Regions from separate parts of the Macaca mulatta genome. Here region 2 is linked to region 1. Evidence: chromatin contacts called from public Hi-C data. All regions are on one chromosome and are shown on one strand. Each heading gives the region's core, a stretch centred on a gene start, on an enhancer-like site or on the middle of the called end of the contact. The rest is flanking DNA. Distances are from core to core; before and after follow the strand shown.

Region 1 (2,980 bases), core at 320-2,819:
TTTAACTGCCCCAGAGTTTGTTGTTGTTTTAAACATTTTAAAAGTTGTCTCTCACCATCAATATGATACCCAAATAAGATCTTTCTCCTCCCTTCATGAATTTGTCATTACCCAGCTCATTTTAGTTTCTTTAAGTGTACTGCACACAACCTTCAAATATTATGAACATTTCTCTCTCCCAGCTGTCACTACACCAAACTACATATGTTATATTTCCCTAAATCATCTTGCTGTGCTCTTTGCAGCTCTTCTGTAGACTGTTGATGTCTTCACCTAACGAGTTGCTCAAAAGTTCCCATAATTATTTAGGTGAGGCCTCAGAGTGAAAGCCTTTCATCACTATCCAGTTCCTTCCCCAAATGGGCATTCATTTCCATATAACAGGGACGGCTATGTTTGGGCGAAAATAACAGATTTGGAAGCACAATGGCAGTTATTTGTTGGATCTTGAAACGATCCACCTGTTGGGGGCGGGGGAGCGTCCTACACAAAAATGCCAACTGCTATTGTGGGAATGTTTTGCTATTTATTCCAGCAAAATGATTCAGACAGAAAAAACAAAAAAGGATCGCCCTGTACTAGGTCTTGAACCCAAAGAACTGTTTGCACAGAGATTCATCCAAGATACATCACAGCCTCCACCTCGGCAGCTGCTCTCTCAAATGTTTCCTGACTCTCCTCAAGTCAGTCTCCGCGTGAGGGGAGGAGGAGGACGCTGCCAGCGATGGCGCTGCTGGCACGAAGGCTGGCCTGCGACTTCTATTTAAAAGCCGAACCAAAATATACTTGGCGTCTGTGGTCTATTTAAAACTTCAAGTTAAGACAGAGAAAAAAATTACTCTCCATCCTGAATGGGCCTTGGGTATCTCAATCACAGACAAGAGTGGCAAATGGTGAGAGTCAGAAAGTGGGAAATTAGGAACGCTGAGGGAGCACGGCCAAACTCTGAAGCCAGGCATGAAAACCCGGAGGCGAAAGAGAAGTCACGGGCAGCGGCGGCGGGGGGAAAGGGGCCCGGATTCGACCTTCTAACCCAAGGCTCCATCTGCGACCCTCGCGACCAAGACCTATTGCCAACGTCAGCCACCTCTGCTCAGCGCCCCTCCCCCGATTCAAGGCGTCCTCCTCAGAACCCTTGCCTCAGGGTCCTCTCCCGGACTTTAGCGAGGTGCTCAGTTCGAGGGACGCCCCAGCTCAACGGTCTCCTCCCTTCAAGGCCCCGCTCCTCAGGGCGCTCCCTCCACAGCGCCCCTCCCTCACTCCCTCACCTCAGCGCGCCACGCGCCGGAGGCTCCTCTTGGTTTCCCGCCCCTCAGTCCTCGCCCCGCCCCCTCGCCCTGCGCCCTGCCCCGACTCTCCCCTCGCTACGCCCCCTGCAGGCCACGCCCTCTGGTTCCCCCAACTGTGAGCCCGCTCTTCCCCCGCCCCTCCTTCTTCGCCCCGCCCCCATAGCTCCCCTCCCCGCGTCGCCCCCTGTGGGCCCGCCCGCTCCCCGCCCTTCCACCCTCACCTCGCCTCCTCAGGCTGCGCCCCGCCCCGGCCCCTTGGTCCTCGCCCCGCCTTCCTCATTTGGCGCCAAATCCTGTGGTCAACGGCGCGCGGGTTTCCAGGCTCCGCGTTCTGGGCCCGAGTTAGAATCCTGTCAGCTGAGGACTGGAAAGGTCGGGCGGGGGCAGAGGGGCTTCACCTTGAAAATCTCGGGGAGACTGTGGGTACGAGGGGGGTAAGTGGCATAAACGGACAGCGTGCGAAGACTGAGCGGACGCTCGTTTTGAGAAGGCGCGCTTCCCTTTCTCGCTCTTTTTTTTGGGGTTCCCGGGCTAGCGACTCTGAGCGTTCCGCTCCGACCCCTGGGGAGGAATTTTAGTGACCTTGAGGGATTTCCAACCTCCTTATTTTCAATCTAATCGGACCTAAGTCTAGGAGAGCCCGCCTCATCCTCCTGACCAGGGAATCCCCTGTCAGGAAAATGTCCGGCGGCCGCACGGGGTCTGCCCAGGCCTCCTGTTGAGGGAGGCGTCGAGGGCGACCCGACCGCGCTGCTGCCCCCACCAGAGGGGACAGCTGGGTGGTCTTAAACCGGGGGATTGGGGAGCCCTGCCTTCAAGCCAACCGTTCAGTCCATCGACGGCTCTTTGAGAGATGGGGGACAATCTTTTCATTTCATCACGGGGAGAAGAAATGGATGTTTTTTTCTTCGATGGGGGCAGTAAATGTGGAATTGGGGTACTCATAGCTAGCCATCTGAAGGACAGTGTCCCCGAAGATCCCATCCGAACGGTCTCGGTTGCCTTCCATCCTTTGCGGTTTGAGGTGCTGGGTGGTAGGACCCTGCTCCTGCCTTCGTATTAATAGTTCGTTCCCTTTGTTCTAAGGTCCAACCCCTGACTTTGGTATCAAATGAGGAAATGGAATCGACCAAGAAAAATGATTATTTGTACCGCATTTTATTGTAATAAACACAATCACGCCTTGTGGATTCCTGAGATTTCTCTTTGGGTCTACAATGTTAAAAACTTTAACTGCTTATCAGCCTTACTATAATATTATGATCCACCAATTTTTTTTTTTTTTTTTTTTTTTTTTTTTTTTTTTTGAGACTGAGCCTCTTACTGTCGCCCAGGCTGGAGTGCAGTGGCGCAATCTCGGCTCACCGCAACCTCCGCCTCCCAGGTTCAAGCGATTCTCCTGCCTCAGCCTCCCAAGTAGGTGGGATTACAGGCGCCCACCACCATGCCCGGCTAATTTTTTTTGTATTTTTAGTAGAGACGGGGTTTGGCCAGGCTGGTCTCGAACTCCTGACCTTGTGATCTGCCCTTCTTGGCCTTCCAAAGTGCTGGGATTACAGGCAGTGAGCCGCCGCGCCCGGCCCACCATATTTTTAAATCTTAAAAAAAATCATGAAACTAGTAAATACTGTGAAAGAAAGTATAGCTAATGTTCTATGAAACAAAAAGGTAGGTGTTACAGGAGTACCCAT
Region 2 (2,980 bases), core at 172-2,671, 66 kb after region 1:
CCCGCTTCTAGCCATCTGTTGAATTGAGACGTTAGATGGGCTCGTCTCGAGGGCCCTAACAGCTCAACAGTTGTGTGACGCCATTTGGCCAAGATTGCGGGGCTTTAAAATGCAGTTTGAGAGGACAGGAAGCAGGTAAGGAGAGGGAAGCCAGTCTGGAAGGAATTGAGCGGAGAATGTGGGCTAGCCTGGTTAAACACTTGTCCTTAGCTTTCACTTTTTACGCATCTAAAAAGACCATTACTCTGAAACCTTGTTCTCCCGAGAGTGCTGGGGTCTTCTCCGGACCTTCTGAGGAGCGCCGTTTAACGGCAGCAAAGTGCCCACGGAGTCCACTGGGGCTCCAACCAATTTTTTTTTTTTTTTGAAACATGGTCTCGCCCCGTCTCCAGGCTGGAGTGCAGTGGCAGGATCTCGGCTCACTGCGACCTCCGACTCCCAGGTTCAAGCGATTCTCCTGCCTCAGCCTCCCAAGTATCTGGGACTACAGGCGCCCGCCACCATGCCCTGCTAATTTTTGTATTTTTCGTAGAGACAGGGTTGTGCCATTTTGGCCAGGCTGGTCTCGAACTCCGGACCTCAGGTGATCCTCCCGCCTCGGCCTCCCAAAGTGCTGGTATTACAAGCCTGAGCCACCGTGCCCGGCCTCCAAGCACATTTTGTTTCTGTATTAGCAACAGCTGTGCTCGGCCAGAGACGGTGAAAATACACGGTTCAGAAAATGCACCTCGGTGTGAACCAAGTGTAGCTGAGGACCCTTTAACCTGGAGCGGACATCGCCACCTCATAAACTCCCGAAAGAAAGGGACACGGCGCATCCATCATGGCTGCCGGAGACAGAACAGCGAGAGGCAACGGAAAGGAAATGGCGCCGGGGCCCGCCGCCATTCTCAGCGGGCCGAGGGCTGCGGGGCGAGAGGGCTGCCGGCCCCATGTAGGAAGGCCAGCCAGGGAACTTAAGACCCTCCCGACTTCTGGCACCAGGAGGCCCTGAAACTTGATAACAATATGGAGGACGGTTATTGTCTCTGCAAAGCAACTTCCACAAGCCGGCCGCGGGGTCTGTCCCGAGATCGGAATCAGGCAAAAATCCTCTATTCTCTAAACAGAATGCGTTACGCATACTGCGCATCTTCGCAACAGCGGGCCGGCTAACGACGCAAAGAATGTTACGTCGCACCAGAAGCGCTTCCTCCCACCGCACCCCACGTTCTAGTTCAGGTGGCGCGAGAACTCTACGCTCGCTCCGTACTTTGTTTTTCTTGTACAGACCGCAAAATACGCCGATCGTCGCAACTGACGTAAAGCGCTTCCAAGAATACCCGTAGTTCCCCGCGGAGCCCTCGGGCTATTCCGAGACGCTGTTTACGTATCGTCTCCGGCGTACGTAGCGTTAAGTTGGAGCCGACTCAGCTGCGGCCGCCATTTTGTGCAGTCGCTGGGAAGGAAGGAGACGCCTAAACCGCGGCACTGCCCGGTTTGAGCGTAGCCAAACCTGCCCGCCGGCTTTGTAGCCCCGATTCTCTGTGTTTTGCTCCCGTCTCCGACGAGAGAGGCGGCGACGGTGGCGTCTGCGACGGGAGACAGCGCGTCGGAGCGAGAGAGCGCTGCGCCTGCCGCCGCCCCAACAGCGGAGGCGCCGCCGCCATCGGTCGTCACCAGACCGGAGCCGCAGGCCCTCCCGAGCCCGGCCATCCGTGCCCCGCTCCCAGATCTCTATCCTTTTGGGACCATGCGCGGAGGAGGCTTTGGGGACCGGGACCGGGATCGTGACCGTGGAGGGTAAGGGTGGGGGAGGAGAGGAGAGGCCTGGCGTGGGGGTGGGGGTGGGGGAGTTGCTTTCTGGGGAGGCCCAGCGGACTGCGGGCCTGGGAGTCCTGCTCCTGACCCCGGGAGGCGAGGCGACTCGAGGCCAGACAGCGGTTTCGTGCGCGGGCCTCGGCTCCAGGGTCACTCGGGACCCAAGGAGGGCGGCGGCTTGGCGACGCTGGGCCTCTCTTTGCGAAAGGCAGTCGTGGCGCGGCCCGGCCTCGTCTCAGCCCCGCGGGGGATCGGGAGGGGCGGCCTGGCCGCAGCAGCCCCGGCCCGGGCTTAGGCGCCTCGCCTGGCGTCCCGGCTCTCGGGCCTGGCCGCTTGGAGCGGGCCGTTTGATGTCTTCAGGCCTCGGCGTTCATCTGGAAAAACACGGATCTTCCTAAGAGAAGACTTCAGCGCAGGAAAGCTTTACATTAAATGGCAGCCTTGACGTTCTCTCCCCAGAGTTCACTGTTTAAGACACGAGACGAAAAGACCAGCTTCTCATTTTTAAAAATAGGTTTTAATCCTCTTCAGTCGTATTTTAAGTCGAAGGAAATGCATTGGGATGTAAAGCAATGGAGTTGCTTGCCATCTAAATGACCGTGTTTGGGGGAAGGATTTTTTTTGGGTCGTTAATTTAGTTTTAATATTTCGGCGTTTTTTTTCTAATTGGACTGCAGCATCAACTATTCTGCCTCGCTAGAAAGTTCTTGGTATTGTGGGCCGGGCACAGGCCTCAGGCCCGTAATCCCAACACCTTGGGAGGCCGAGGCGGGCGGATCACTAGAGGTCGGGAGTTCGAGACCAGCCTGGCCAACATGGAGAAACCCTGTCTCTACTGAAAATACAAAATTAACCTGGCTTGGTGGCGCATGTCTGTAATCCCAGCTGCTCGGGAGGCTGAGGCACGAGAATCGCTTGAACTCGGGAGGCAGAGGTTGCAGTGAGTGGAGATAGCGCCACTGCACTCCAGCCTGGGCAGCAGAGCGAAACTCCGATTGCCCGCTCCCTGCTTCCAAAAAGAGTAATGTGACGCCACTTTATATGTGTGTGTGACCTTGGTCAAGATCCGTAACTTTTGTGAGCTTGTTTCCTCTGAGGAAGGTGATAATAATTGCCTTTACTTTGGTGTGTTGTCAGGAATTAAGAGATAATGGATGTAATAGTCTCGCTGTAGTAGGCA

What was found. A called contact is a pair of places that touch in the nucleus more often than the background predicts.
Region 2: a contact with region 1 is called in a Hi-C map of liver, with 2.2 times the contacts expected there. The contact joins the promoter of DDX17 here to the promoter of DMC1 in region 1. A contact is called at or near these places in 3 of 14 Hi-C or Micro-C datasets (CD4 T cells, cortical neurons and liver).

Annotation. Positions count from the first base shown.
Region 1 is chr10:12,961,337-12,964,316 of T2T-MMU8v2.0, forward strand. DMC1 (DNA meiotic recombinase 1) reads left to right here and starts at 1,570. Exons shown (of 14, transcript XM_001094012.5): 1 at 1,570-1,723.
Region 2 is chr10:13,027,639-13,030,618 of T2T-MMU8v2.0, forward strand. DDX17 (DEAD-box helicase 17) reads left to right here and starts at 1,422. Exons shown (of 13, transcript NM_001435961.1): 1 at 1,422-1,782. The coding sequence starts at 1,496.